2 separate regions of the Mus musculus genome follow, and region 1 is linked to region 2. A link is a contact called in public Hi-C data. All regions are on one chromosome and are shown on one strand. Each heading gives the region's core, a stretch centred on a gene start, on an enhancer-like site or on the middle of the called end of the contact. The rest is flanking DNA. Distances are from core to core; before and after follow the strand shown.

What was found. A called contact is a pair of places that touch in the nucleus more often than the background predicts.
Region 1: a Hi-C map of cortical neurons shows a contact between it and region 2, with 4 times the contacts expected there. The contact joins the promoter of Yars here to the promoter of Tlr12 in region 2. A contact is called at or near these places in 3 of 484 Hi-C or Micro-C datasets (CD4 T cells, cortical neurons and embryonic stem cells), 1 of 115 datasets of contacts at active chromatin or transcription factors (memory CD8 T cells) and 2 of 9 other capture datasets (adipose tissue and liver).

Annotation. Positions count from the first base shown.
Region 1 is chr4:129,186,347-129,193,412 of GRCm38.p6, reverse strand. Yars (tyrosyl-tRNA synthetase) reads right to left here and starts at 3,510. Exons shown (of 13, transcript NM_134151.5): 1 at 3,341-3,510. The coding sequence starts at 3,397. S100pbp (S100P binding protein) reads left to right here and starts at 3,834. Exons shown (of 7, transcript NM_001379590.1): 1 at 3,834-3,871.
Region 2 is chr4:128,612,001-128,619,875 of GRCm38.p6, reverse strand. Tlr12 (toll-like receptor 12) reads left to right here and starts at 1,257. Exons shown (of 1, transcript NM_205823.2): 1 at 1,257-4,430. The coding sequence starts at 1,421. The coding sequence ends at 4,141.

The DNA.
Region 1 (7,066 bases), core at 2,261-4,760, 570 kb before region 2:
ACCCACTCTGCTGCCCTACTGTCTGCCCTACCCAGCCTGTGTAAGTTTAACCTGTCTTTAAGAGAACAATGTAACCAACCTTACCTACTCTGAATTCCCCACACAGTCAGCTTTCACTCACGGCCCAAGCTTTACTCTTCCATGCCCCTGACCCAGAACAGTGTGTGTGTGTGTGTGTGTGTGTGCGTGTGTGTGTGTGTGTGTATGTGCACATGTGTGTTAGTCACTTGCTGAAGGCAGCGAATAAGTAGAAAGCCACAAACCCCCATAAACGTTGCAGGCAACACGGTTGATAAATAACTACTGTGGGAGGCTTTGAGCACTCATCTTTCTAGTAAAGTGTTCTTCATTCCCTTCCTATGCCATAGTTCTGTGCTGTCCAGTAAACAGAGAGTAACAGGGACAGGTAACAGGAAGACATCAGATGCACACCAGAAAGATAATAGACAGGCCACAGACAGACAGAAGACACAGGGAGAGAAGTAGAGAATTCAAATTTTGCCTTCTTTCTTGGTTTAAATTACTCTAAGAAGGAATATCTTTCTTTTAATTCCTTAATTCAACCATTGGTGCAAGCTGTCACAAAAAAACAAAAGATAATTAAAAAAAAAAAAAACAACAAAAAGAAAAAAGAGCAGAATAACTCCAGTCAGTTGATGGGTGAATAAATACCTTTATATCTACATCTTCATACAATGGAATATTAATTAGTCTCAAAAAGGAACAAGAAAAGCGGACTGCAGATTTGTATGTAAATCTATTTTAAAGGTAGACCAGAGCCAACTGCTCTAGCCTGAGGTACAGGCTTAAGAGAGAGGAGACAAGAGGCTTCTAGCTCCCAGATATCTGACCTGAGCCTTGGTACCTGGTAATAGGTGCCATTTTCTTTTCTTTTTAAAGACTTAAGTGTATCTGTGTAAGAGTATGTGTGTATAAGTGCAGGTGCCTGCAGAAGCCAGAGGCATTACATCCCTTTAGGTGGCTGTAAGACACCTAATCTGGGTGTTAAAGATTGAACTTGGGGTAGGGGGTGGGATGGAGAGATGGTTCAGCAGTTAGGAGCACTGACTGCTCTTCCAGAGGTCCTGACTTCAATTCCCAGCAACCACATGGTGGCTCACAGCCATCTGTAATAGGATCCAATGCCCCTTTCTGGTGTGTCTGAAGATAACTAGTGTACTCATATACATTAAATAAATAATTCTTAAAAAAAGAAAAAGAGAAAAAGACATTGAACTTGGGTCCTATGCAAGAACACCAAGTGCTCTTAGCCGCCTTGTGTAACGCCATCGCTTTAGCCCCTGTTTTTCTTTTTTTTTTAAAAAAGGTTTACAAAATACAATAAAGGGCAGAGACATGTGTCTCAGTGTCCATGTTCCCGTCTCTGTGTCTGGGCACCACTTACTCTCCCTCTCTGCCTCCAGGGTGCCCTTATTCACCCGGTGTCTGCTTCCCTCTAATTCTTTCCCACACACCAGAGCCCTTTCCTATAAGGGAAGCGGTTTCCTGGAAGAGACCAAAGGTCAGAGTAGGCCAGTGGGATGAAGAGACACAGCAAGCCTGGGGGGGAGGAGAAGGTGGGAGGGAGAAGGAAGAGGGTAGGAAAGGATATGTTGGGAAGGGATGGGGCCTGGAAGTGAGGGGAGCGCAGGGAAAAGGAGAGAAGGGTGATGGGGGCGGGGGGCAAGGAGTGGAGGGAGTGAGAAAGAAATATGAGGAATGAAATTCTGAGAGAAACGAAATCACACACTACCTTGTGTAACACCATCCTGTGAAAGGACACCAATGGGCACACCTTATCTGACTCTAGGCATCAGACCCACCCAGGAGTGGTATACACTTAGGGACAGAAAGCAGATCAGTACTTGGGGGACAAGGATGAGTTAACTCTTAATATAGCTAATGGTACAAGGTTTTCTTTTTCTCTTTTTCTTTCTGTTTTTTCCACTGAGGGTCTTATGAAGCCCATGATGACCTTAACTTCAGCTATGTCACCGAAAGTGTCCTTAAATTCTGGATCTTCTTGCTTCCACTTCCTACATGCTGGGATTACAGCGTGTGCTCAGGTTGGTTCACATTTTTCTAGGGGTCGGGGGAGTTGGGAATAAAAATATTCTAGAACTTTAACCTTGTGGGTATACAAGAACTGACTAAAATGTACCCTTCGAAGAGGTGAATGAATGTTCTTAGTGACAGGGTCTCTGTATAGAGCTCTACCTAGCCAGGAACTCATTATGTAAACAAGGCTGGCCTCCAAATTGCAGCCACCCCCCTGTCTCTGACTCTCAGGTATTAAGATTACAGGTAGCATGTACCACCACACCCAGGATAGGTAAATTTAAAAAAAAAAATAGCTTGGTGGTGCAACCGCCCTTAGCGTAATTCTAGTCCAGTCTTTATCTGGCTTGTAAAACAAAGTTTACAAGCCCCTCATGACTTGGCTCCTACCTGTCTCTCCTTAGAGAACATGTCAAAGGACAGCAATAGGTTCTGTGGAGGAACATCAGAGGCACGGGCAGGCAGGGATGGAAACGGTTCTGTTGGCAGGGAGTTGTGGTGGCCGAGCAGTACTGTGCTTGCTTTATTCCATTTAAATCAGTGTCCTTGGACAAAGGGTGTGTGAGGGCACTGAAGGCTGAGTCCAGGGCCTTACTCATGCTTTACCACGGAGCTGAGCCTAGCCTTCTCCCTGTTCTACAATATTCTTGCTTCCCCTTGGGTCTTCCCTGTCTGAAATGCAGTTCTCAGCGCCCGCGTGTACACAACACACACACACACACACACACACACACACACGCCAGAAGAGGACGTCAGATCCCCTGATACAGGCCGTACCGAATAACCTGACATGGGTGCTGGGAACTGAAAACGGGTCTTCTGTAAGAGCAGTACTTTCTTTCCATTTCAGAGCCATCTCTTCGGCCAGCTCGCCCCTTATTTCTTTTCAGAACTTCAGTCATAGGAACTTTCAGTACGTGTTTTATTTGGGTTATAGGTCCTTTTAAATTTCCGGTTCTCTCCGCCAGAGTCCTGGAAAGACATGGCCCTGACTCCCTAGAGCCTAGCAGTGCTCCCGGCATGGAATAGGATGGGTGGAATGAGGTTCCCAGCCCCAGGAATGGCTGGAGCACAAGCTACGTGCACACAAAGGGTGAGCCCACTGGAGTTTCTCTTGCACCCTGAGAATGGCTGCTTGACTGATCAACTAGCAGAGAGGGCCGTAGAGCCGCCCAGGCGCGGAGACCGCGGCCCCACTCGTTTAGGGATTGGCATCGGGAATCATGGGACTTCAAATTCTCGGTACCCAACGGCGCATCCCAACCCCCCACCAAGGCCTGACCTGCAGGTTCCGGGTGATAAGATGCAGCTTCTCCTCAGGGCTTGGAGCATCACCCATGGCTCCGCTGTCTCTGTTTCCCGCGCTCAGCCGGCACCCGCGCCCTTTCCTCGTTCGCCGTCGTCTCCGCGTGCCGGGAACTGTCACGCTAGTCCCGTCGGGTTGCATCAGCTGAGCTCGTCGCTCCGCTTGCTAGGCCTAGATTCTGTCTGTCCCCTCCTCTCCCCGAGCATCCCCGAGTCAGGAGCAGCAGAGAGTCGAAAGAATCGATGAAACAGGAAGGGGCGGAACCATCCAAAAAAAAAAAAACCAAAACAGTGTAGGTGGAGCTGGGGGGCGGGGTTAGGAAGGCCGCCCATGACGCACCCTCTCAGGGGCGGGGCGGTTTCCTGCCAATCACTGCTTGCTTGCCCTCCCCCTGGTGTTGGCCCCGCTGCCTCGGGGTGGGGGAGGTCGTGAAGGGGGCGATAAAATGGCGCAGGGGGCGGAGTGAGGTGCTGCCGCTCGCCCAGGCTTTTGGCCCGGCTTCCGGAGGTGAAGAGCGGGCGGGACGTAAGGGTCGGCGCCCGTCGTCTAGGCGAGGGGTCGGGGGGGAGGGGGCGGGCCGCCTGTTGCTTCTCCACAGGGCCGCGTTCTTCGTCTTGCCCCCGTGAGGAGTAGGGAAGCTCGTCTCGCTGAGGGAAGGGCTGCTTCTCGCGCCAGAGGTGATGGCGGGCGGGGAGGTTGTCCCTGCCCCCCACCTCCACATCCGTGGGCGAGTGACGCCCCTCATCCCGCTGAGGAAAAGGGAGCTGTCAGGTCCTCGGGCCGCCGGCCCTGCCAGTGGGGGCGGGGGGGGGGGTCTTCCTCTCCCGGTGCCTGCCTTCCCCGCGGGAGGCTGTTGCTAGGGAGAGCGGGGATGGCGGGCTTCCCGCGGGGCGTCGTGGCGGGAGAGGGCGACCCACTCCGGGCGACCGCGGGCCGCAGCCTGCCGAGATGTGGCAGTCAGCGTCTGTCCCCTGAGGTCGGGTGCCCTGGCGGAGCCCGCGGGGGGACCTGGGTCGCCCCTGGGGGGAGGGGCGCGGAGGGAACACGCGCTCCTCCCGCTATCCGCGGGGAGGCGAGGACTCGCTCTCCCGAGTGGGAGGAGGAGGGAAGTGCAGAGGCCCTGGGCGCGGCGGGCGGGCGGGTAGTGTTCCCGACGGGGAGGCCCGCGGGCATCCTCGCAAGGTATCCCTGGGCCACCGTTGCTGGGTTTCATCCAGGGCCGCAGGGAATGCTGCAGACACCTAAGGTGAGCCCTTCTTCAGAGGGCCACCAAATGAGGACGGAGTTCACCGGCTGCCCTCATTTTTTGTTTTTTGTCCTCCCCCCCCCACCCCCCCGTGGTTGTTAAGAGCCCCAGGCTTTAATAGACTATTCTTGTAAAAGAAACCTGTTGCTTCAGTTTAGAAAAATCTGCTGCCTGGGCCTGTGTGGGAATTCTTGGCTCCCTAGTCTGGGGGAATTGTTACCTAAAGCAGAGATTTCCAGACCGGTTATCTTTCCATTTTACCTTGTTTGCAGTTAGCCCAGAGGGAGTTGCAAATTCTTTCAGATAGTCAGTTCCCTTTGTTAAAAAAAAAAATTTTGGGAGGGGCTCATTTTGATGATACACCCTTTTTTGGTGGATGCTGTCTGCTTCACGGGTAGTGTATTTTGTTTAGGAGAGGTTGGAAATCAAAGGCCAATGAGGAGTACCCCTCCACCCCCTTTTGCAAAATCCTTGCTTTTGGTCCTGCATATCAGACCCAGTTGGGTAGTGGTTTTGGTTTTAGAGTCCTGAACTAGGTAGGATGTGTAGTATACATTTGGCATTGGCGTTTTACTGTCCTGAATAGAATGAGGCTTTGTGCACGAAGCCAATAGGCAATAGGTTTTTTGAGGTAAGATAAAAATAGATGGGGGAACCAGTTTCTGAGGTTGCAACCAGGAGGTTAGAGAACAGAGAGGGGGTGGTACACTAAAGTGTGAAGACGGGGGTGGACAGGTGAGGGAAGTAGAAGGACAGAATAGGGTCACACAGAGATGTGGAGCAGAATTAAGAGAATTTAGAAATAGGAAAATATTCCTCCCTGAAAAATAAGCGTCCATGTTTGAAAGATTTACCAGGCAAGTGCCAAGAATGGCAGGTGATGTAGCATTCGAGAGGGGGGATTGTGACACTTAAGAGGTTCACGATGTTTATTATTAACATAATATTATTCTGTGGATTATGATTTTTTTTTTTTTTTTGAGACAGGGTCTTACTGTGTACCACTAGCCAGGAACTTGCAGTGTAGACCAGGCTGGCCTAGAATGCTGAGATGCACCCAACTCTGTCTCCTCTAGGTGCTGGGATGAAAGGCAAATGTCTCCATGCCTTGCCATATTGAAGGCTTCCCTCCCTTGAAAATTCAAGTTGACTTTATGTCAAACCCCTCCTTTTCCCTCCCACCTTTGTCCTGTGTAGCCCCTATGGTTTGGAACTTGAGATGAAGCCTCAGGTAGCCTTGAACGCCTCATCCTCTTGCCTCCCCCACCAACATTCTGGAAATACAGACAAGTGAGCGCCAGTGTGTCTGCCTTTTTCAGATGAGTGTTCTCATTTATATTGAAGTTCAGAGACTTAAATGAATTGCCGAGGTCATTGAATTTTAGCCCAGTGCCTCTAATACAAGCTACTTCATGGGCCATTAATTTAAAGAATTTACCTGATATTTCAGTTACCCATCCAGTCTAGTCCTAAATTAGTTTACTGACAATATGGTTAAGTGCTTCACTAAGTAGATCATACTAAATAATTCCTAAATCGAGTCTGGGGAAGATTCTTGCCAGTTTAGCCTTTTTTCCTATCATTCTTGTGCTTAAGGCTCTTCCGGTGAGATGGATGTAGGTGGTGGGATGAAATAACCATAGCTGGTGGACTAAGTGCCTTATGTTCATGTCTTTCTTAGTATTTATAATAACCTCATGAGACTAATGGACTGTGAGGTTTCCTGTTTTATAGGTGGAGAATTTTCATTACACCTACTTTATAGGTGTGTTTGGTACATCTTTCTCACTGGCTTTATAACTTCATTTTTGTTGTGGTTTGCTTTTTGAGACAGGGTCTCACTGTGTTGCCCAGACTGGCCGGGAACTGACAGTGTAGGCCAGGCAGGCATTGAACTCACAGAGATCCACCTGTCTCTGCCAGTTGACTGATAGGATTAAATGTGTATGTCATCACATCCACCTAGGCCAGCCTGGTCTACATAGTGAGTACCAAGCCAATCAGGGAGACATAGTGAGACTACTCAAAATCCAAACTTTTTTTTTTTTTTTAAAACAATTTGTGTATCTGTGTGTATGGTGTGCAAGCTTTTGTGCATGTGTATCGTGTGGAAGTGGAGGTCTGAGATGAGTCAATTCTTTCCTTCTATCTTTTTTTTGTTTTTCTTTTTGGTTTTTTGAGACAGGGTTTCTCTGCATAGCCCTAACTGTCCTGGAACTCTCTTTGTAGACCAGGCTGGCCTTGAACTCAGATATCCGCCTACCTCTGCCTCCCAAGTGCTGGGACTAAAGGCGTGTACCACCATGCCCGGCTCTTTCTATCTTTATATGGGTACTAGAGAGTAAATTCAGATGTCCAGGCTTGTGGTCCTTTCCTCACTGAGACAGCTAGCCATTTTCTAAGAGTGTTGTTTTATTAGATATTTCAAACAGAAAATTAAGCAAGGTAGCATAATA
Region 2 (7,875 bases), core at 8-2,507:
ATTAAAGGCGTGTGCCACCAAGCCCGGCTTCGTAGGAACATCTTAATTCGAACATGTTTGTTCTGTATATTAACACTGACTAACATACAGGCATATTAGAAAAATTTTAAGAAACCTGACCTAACCATCTTTGCTAACTATCCTTTTGTTTTTTGACTTTTCTTTTTAGAAATTCTTGGGTTTCCCATGCAGGCATCCCAGCGTCCTGCCCTTGTGGCCGTTGTGTTTCTCCTTTAGTACCTTTAATTTTGCCGTTCCTGTCAGTTTGGCCATTCTCCCGCCTCCATTCTAACACTCAGCAGAAATGCAGTTGTCTCCTTCCCGGCTGTAAGTCAGAGGTGCTGAGAACGATACTCTTTTATAGGTCTTGGCAAGCTATGTCATTTGATGTTAACAGGATTTTCTTCTCTCTGAGTCTGTTAGTTTTTCAAATCATGAACAGATGTTGATCTGTGTCCAGTGCTTTGCTTCATAGTTTGAGGTGACCACAAAGCTCCTTTCTTTCTCTTTCTCTTCCCACTTAGGTCCCAGCCCTGTCCTGGCAGTTCAGGTCAAGGTAAAGGCCTTTCTTTTCTTGCCCCAGTGTCTGAGAGCAGGGCTGGAGCCCTCCCTACATCCAGTCTTCTCAGGTCAAATGCCATGACAACATCGTGTTGATATATTATTTTGCTTATAAAACATCCCCATTTGTGTTTAACCCAAGAACTCCAGGGGGGTCAGTAAAGAAAGGAAGTCATAATGAAACTAACAAGGAGAAAACCCCAGCTGATCTAAATCTGTGTTTGCAGCAATCCTACAGAGCAATCAAGCAAACGGGAGTTAGTCTACTTGGACAGAAGAGAACACAGGCTCAGAAGAGAAGAGGTGTTTTACTTGAGGACTGTGCAAAGCCAGACCAGACTCTACTTGTGTGTGTGTGTGTGTGTGTGTGTGTGTGTGTGTGTGTGTGTGTGTGTGTGTGTGTGTGGAGGGGGGTTGGGGGTGAGGATGTAGCAGGCACAGAAGCCAGGGGTCTAACCACACTGCAGACTGTTCTAGTGGTGCGCAGCCATCATCCCAGCCCTGGGGGTGGAAGTAAGAGAATCAGAAGTTCAAAAGGAGTCTTAACAAACTGAGCTCGTGGGACAGCCTGGGCTGCACATAAAAAAGAAAGCAACAACAAGAAAAGAAACTCTGTTTGCTTTCTCCTAACAGGAAGTGAGACCCCCCCATCCCCCTACGTTGCCCTGGTGTCATTTCCCCTCCCTCGAAGCCTCAGTGCTAAGTATCTCCAAGTCGGCCTCCTCACTTCCCGGCTTCCACAGTGGCCCTTTGACGGTGCTCCCGGACCTTGCAGGTACTCTGAGGTGGATGAGAGTATTGGTAACCCGGAGGCATAGGAGTCTAAAGTCCTCTCAGCTCTGATTCCTCTGGTGTAGAGATGGGCAGGTACTGGCTGCTGCCAGGTCTCCTCCTTTCCCTGCCTCTGGTAACTGGGTGGAGCACTTCCAACTGCCTGGTGACCGAAGGCTCCCGACTGCCCCTGGTCTCCCGCTATTTCACATTCTGCCGCCATTCCAAGCTATCCTTTCTTGCTGCATGCCTCTCCGTGAGCAACCTGACACAGACCTTGGAAGTTGTACCTCGGACTGTGGAGGGGCTCTGCCTCGGTGGTACTGTGTCTACTCTGCTTCCAGATGCTTTCTCTGCTTTTCCTGGTCTCAAGGTCCTGGCACTGAGTCTGCACCTTACCCAACTTCTGCCAGGAGCTCTCCGGGGTCTGGGACAGTTGCAGAGCCTCTCTTTTTTTGACTCTCCTCTTAGGAGATCTCTCTTTCTACCTCCTGATGCCTTCAGTGACCTGATTTCCCTCCAGAGACTCCATATCTCTGGCCCTTGCCTGGATAAGAAGGCAGGCATCCGCCTGCCTCCCGGTCTGCAATGGCTGGGTGTCACGCTCAGTTGCATTCAGGACGTGGGAGAGCTGGCTGGTATGTTCCCAGATCTGGTGCAAGGTTCCTCCTCCAGGGTTTCGTGGACCCTGCAGAAGTTGGATCTGTCATCCAACTGGAAGCTGAAGATGGCTAGTCCTGGGTCCCTCCAGGGTCTCCAGGTGGAGATTCTGGACCTGACAAGAACACCACTGGATGCCGTGTGGCTGAAGGGCCTGGGACTTCAGAAACTCGATGTCTTGTATGCACAGACTGCCACGGCCGAGCTGGCTGCTGAGGCTGTTGCCCACTTTGAGCTGCAGGGCTTGATTGTGAAAGAAAGCAAGATAGGATCTATATCTCAGGAGGCTCTGGCTTCCTGCCACAGCCTGAAGACCTTGGGTCTTTCAAGCACTGGCCTAACCAAGCTTCCACCAGGCTTCCTGACTGCCATGCCTAGGCTTCAGCGACTGGAGCTGTCCGGAAACCAACTGCAGAGCGCCGTGCTGTGCATGAATGAGACGGGAGATGTGTCAGGACTCACGACTCTGGATCTGTCAGGCAACAGGTTGCGCATCCTGCCTCCAGCCGCCTTCTCCTGCTTACCCCACTTGCGAGAGCTGCTGCTTCGGTACAACCAGCTGCTTTCCCTGGAGGGATACCTATTCCAGGAGCTCCAGCAACTAGAGACCTTGAAGCTGGATGGAAACCCCCTGCTTCACCTGGGTAAGAACTGGTTGGCGGCTCTGCCTGCATTGACCACCCTTAGCTTGCTAGATACCCAAATACGGATGAGCCCAGAGCCTGGCTTCTGGGGAGCAAAGAATCTGCATACCTTGAGCCTGAAGCTTCCCGCTCTCCCTGCTCCGGCAGTATTGTTCCTGCCCATGTATCTGACCAGCTTAGAGCTTCATATAGCCTCAGGCACGACGGAGCACTGGACGCTGTCCCCAGCGATCTTTCCTTCCTTGGAGACCTTGACTATAAGCGGCGGGGGACTGAAGCTGAAGCTGGGGTCCCAGAATGCTTCTGGGGTCTTCCCTGCTCTCCAGAAGCTCTCCCTGCTTAAGAACAGCTTGGATGCCTTCTGCTCCCAGGGTACCTCCAACCTTTTCCTCTGGCAGCTCCCCAAACTTCAGTCCTTGAGGGTATGGGGTGCTGGAAACAGCTCCAGACCCTGCCTTATCACTGGGCTGCCCAGCCTACGGGAGCTGAAGCTGGCGTCGCTTCAGTCCATAACCCAGCCCCGTTCGGTGCAGCTGGAGGAGCTGGTGGGTGACCTTCCACAGCTCCAGGCCTTAGTGCTATCCAGCACAGGCCTCAAGTCACTGTCGGCTGCTGCTTTCCAGCGCCTGCACAGTCTCCAGGTCTTAGTGCTAGAATACGAGAAGGACTTGATGCTGCAGGACAGTCTGAGGGAGTACAGCCCTCAGATGCCCCACTATATATACATTCTGGAGTCAAACCTGGCCTGCCACTGTGCCAATGCGTGGATGGAGCCATGGGTTAAGCGGTCCACTAAAACGTACATATACATAAGAGACAATCGCTTATGTCCAGGACAAGACAGGCTCTCTGCTAGGGGTTCCCTTCCCTCCTTTCTCTGGGACCACTGCCCCCAGACGTTGGAGCTGAAACTCTTTTTGGCTAGTTCTGCCTTGGTGTTCATGCTAATTGCCTTGCCTCTCCTCCAAGAAGCCAGGAACTCTTGGATCCCCTACCTGCAGGCCTTGTTCAGGGTTTGGCTCCAGGGTCTGAGGGGTAAGGGAGACAAGGGGAAGAGGTTCCTTTTTGATGTATTCGTGTCCCACTGCAGGCAAGACCAGGGCTGGGTGATAGAGGAACTTCTGCCTGCTCTGGAGGGCTTCCTTCCAGCTGGCCTGGGCCTGCGCCTCTGTCTCCCCGAGCGTGACTTTGAGCCTGGTAAGGATGTAGTTGATAATGTGGTAGATAGCATGTTGAGCAGCCGTACCACACTCTGCGTGTTGAGTGGGCAGGCCCTGTGTAACCCCCGATGCCGCCTGGAGCTCCGCTTGGCCACCTCTCTCCTCCTGGCTGCCCCGTCCCCTCCAGTGTTGCTGCTAGTCTTCTTGGAACCCATTTCTCGGCACCAGCTTCCGGGTTACCACAGACTGGCTCGGCTGCTTCGAAGAGGAGACTACTGTCTGTGGCCCGAGGAAGAGGAGAGAAAGAGTGGGTTCTGGACTTGGCTGAGGAGCAGGCTAGGGTAGCCATAGCCAGCACTGGTGTGGGGTGGTGCATGTGAATTTTGGGGTGGGGTTGGGGGAAGGGAAGCAAGCCTGCCTGTCAAGGAGTTGGTGTGTTTGTAGGTGCAGGGTCGGGGACAGTGGGTCTAAGAGGCTGAAGTCAGCCTTTTGCAGCGCAGGAATCCACGTGCTGTGAACACAGGTTTTGGGGGGCCTGGAGGTTGAATGAGGAAAACTGAGAGATGGAAGGTGTCCGCGGGGTATGTGACATTCCCAAGATCTTCAAATCCTCAGTAAACTTGCTAAATTCATGAAATGCGTGGCATGGTTGAACTTTTTATTTAGTAGAAATGCAAGGGGCAGAAAGCAAAGCGGGAAATGAAGGTGGAAATTCATGGGCACGCTAGGAAGGAGGGAAGGCTTTCCTAAGCTACAGAACTTGGGGCCAGGTCAAGTTCAGCCTGACCTTCGTGCGCCAGTGGGTCTTTTTGCATCAAGTGCCATAGAGGCTGTTTAGTTTCACTTCTGTGCATGTGATAAAACACCCAGGCCAAATCAACTTAAAGGAAGAAAGGGTTTTTATTTGTTTGTTTGTGGTCCCCTCCTCAACAATTTCAGGTTGCACTCTGTCGAAGTGGGACGTCAAGGCAGAAATTCAAGGCAGGCTTGCTTGTTATTTCACACAGCATTATCGTCCAACCAAGGAGCTCACTTCACAGGCAAGAAGTACAGCAAGAACCATGGAGGTGCCACTTGCGAGCCGGCTTATGCTCAGCCTGCTTTCTTATCGGGTTCAAGGCCACTGCCTAGGATTGGTGTGGCTAACACTGGATGTGTTTCTCCAAATGACAATCAAGACAAGTCCTCCCACAGACATACCCCCAGGCCAATCTGTTCTAGGCAATTTCTCAGTTGCGATTTTCCTCTCAGGTGACTTTAGGCTATGACAGAGTTGACAGCTGAGGTCCAAACAACTGGGAGGCAGACAGATCATTTCTCCTTCCGGGAACACATGAAGCTGTGTTCTCATGTAGTGCATCCTCCTGAGCCTCAGAGAAACACCGTCACCCTGGATGCTCCAGCTGTATGGCACCAGCCACGTGTGGCTCCCAGAGCACCTCGCTCTCGAGAACCCTCGCCCCCGGGCCTTTGCACATTCTGCTTCCTTACGAACAACACCTTTCCCTGAGCACCTGCACAACAGCCTGTAAGGTTAAGCTCAGCCATCAGTCGCTTTCTCCAGAGGTCTGTGCTGAGCTCCCAGCCTGGGACAGCATTTTGGAAGAAAGTACTATATTAAGATTTTTCTCTTTTTCTCCTCCTCTCACCCCGAACCCCAGCCTAGCCTAGCTTTGGATCTCTCTAAGTAACCGAGGATGGCTCCGAACTCCCAATCTTCTTGCCTCCGAATTTCCAGTGCCAGGATTATGGGTGTGTGGATTATCTGGCCCAGCTTTATTTTTCTTTTTCTCTTCAAAATCGTACCTATCTCTGAAGCTAGATTGCCTACTTTTTAAACTATGTGGCTTTCGTATGTTAGTTTGTACCTCAGTTTCCTGCTCTGTAAAATGGAATAGCACCACCCCCCACCCCCAGTATTTTGTGAGACTTAAATGGGTTAATGTGATTGAAAGAATAAGAAAACCACCCAGTTTATCACACATGTGTTCAATAGGAGTTTATTATTACGGGACTGAATTCATAATCTATATTCGATGATAATAATCCATACTGTTCTTGACAAGGACCTGAGTTTGCACTAGCAACTCACTTTGGGGCAGGTGCTCATTACCACCTCTAACTCCAGCTCCAGGGAACCTGACGTCCTCTTCTGGTCTCAGAGTATACTGGCACTCATGTGAACATGCCAGACTTAACACATGCACGTAATTAAAAAAATAAGAATCCTAAAAAAATTAAAACGATGTTTTATATTACTACATTTGTATCATTTATAAGCAAATACTCATATGTTGGAAACATGTGCCCTGGAAGTGTGTTTTACGGCTAGGAGTACTTGATCCTGTGAGTTTGGAGACTGGGTCCTGAAGCAAAGACGAAGACTGATGTCTTTATCCTCAGAGCCTAGTCCTGTCAGCGGAAAAGATTCACATTGGCAAATGCAGCATGCCGCCAAAACAGGCAGAACCCGAGGTTTATTCTGGCTGGGATTTGGTCTCTTAGGGATTATTTTATTTTATTTTTTTAAATTTCCACTTCTAAAAGGCTAGGTTTTAATTAGACAAAGGCAAAGAGACATCTTACAATCCCAGGCTGGATTTAGGGTGAGGTGCGCCCTCTTGTGACCTAATAGCATATTTCTCTTTCTGCGCACTAGCTCCGTTTGTTTCAGCTCCTTAGGATAGAATGGCTGATGTGGAGGTCTCACAGGTCCCTGCAAAAGTGTCTTTCCACTTTCAGACGCAAACACTCTATCCAACACACTCAGCCCACTCAGCCCTCCTTACGGTGTCAATGTTTACCCAAGTCCTTAGCTTCTTCTTCATGAAATGTCAGGCAGCAAGCAATGTAACTTCTGGGGTTTTAGGATTTCAAATTCCAGCCTTGGTACTTACTGTGCATATGATTTTGAGCAGGCTAATTTATTTATATCTCTAAGCTTCCATCCTTTTCATAAAATGGGGTAACAGTACCAACCTCACAGAGCTTCGGGAACAATTGAACAAGGTGTACTAATGTAACCTGTTAATACCAGCACACTACATACGCTAAGTAAATCACTGATATATTAAGCAATGAATCAGAAGCCGGGTGGCAGTGGTGCAGAGGCAGAGGCAGAGGCAGGTGGATCTCTTGAGTTTGAGGATAGCCTGGTCTACAGAATGAGTTCGAGGACAGCCAGGATTACACAGAGAAACCCTATCTCAAAAAACAAAATAAAACAAAACAAAACAAGTCAGAATATAATTTCTTTTCTTTCTTTTTTTCTTTTTAGTTTTTTTTTTTTTTTTTTTGAGACAGGGTTTTATGTGTAGCCCTGGCTGTCCTGAAACTCACTCTGTAGACCAGGCTGGCCTTGAACTCAGAAATCCGCCTGCCTCTGCCTCCCAAGTGCTGGGATTAAAGGCATGCGCCATCACTGCCCGGCTAGAATATAATTTCTAGCTAAGGAATTTGAAGTGAGTTACTAAAACTAAGATGTAGAATTCCCCCAAATGCAATACTAGCTGACGTAGTGAGCCCTTTCCCAATGCTAGCTACTGTCAAATTTGCTCAAGTTTCATGGGTCTCAATAGAAATAATAGCCAGTAGTCGTTCAACCTTATGAACGCCAGGAGGGAGACAAGCTCTTCACAAACTTTGCATATTTTTTTCCCAACAACACTCAAAGGAAGATTTCAGTATTATTACACCCATTCTCCAGACGAGGAAACTGAAGCCTTAGCAGTTTAGGGGAGTATCTTAGTTTGGGATTTCCATTGCTATAAAGAGACACCATACACCAAGGCAACTTTTATAAAGGACAACCTTTAATTGGGGCTGGCTTACAGGTTCAGAGGTTCAGTCCATTATCATCATGTCTGGAAGCATGGCAGCATCCAGGCAGGCATGGCGCTGGAGGAGCTGAGAATTCTTTTTTTTTTAAAAGATTTATTTTATTAATATATGTAAGTACACTGTAGCTGTCTTCAGACACTCCAGGAGAGGGCGTCAGATCTTGTTGTGGATGGTTGTGAGCCACCATGTGGTTGCTGGGATTTGAACTCTGGACCTTTGGAGGAGCAGTCAGGTGCTCT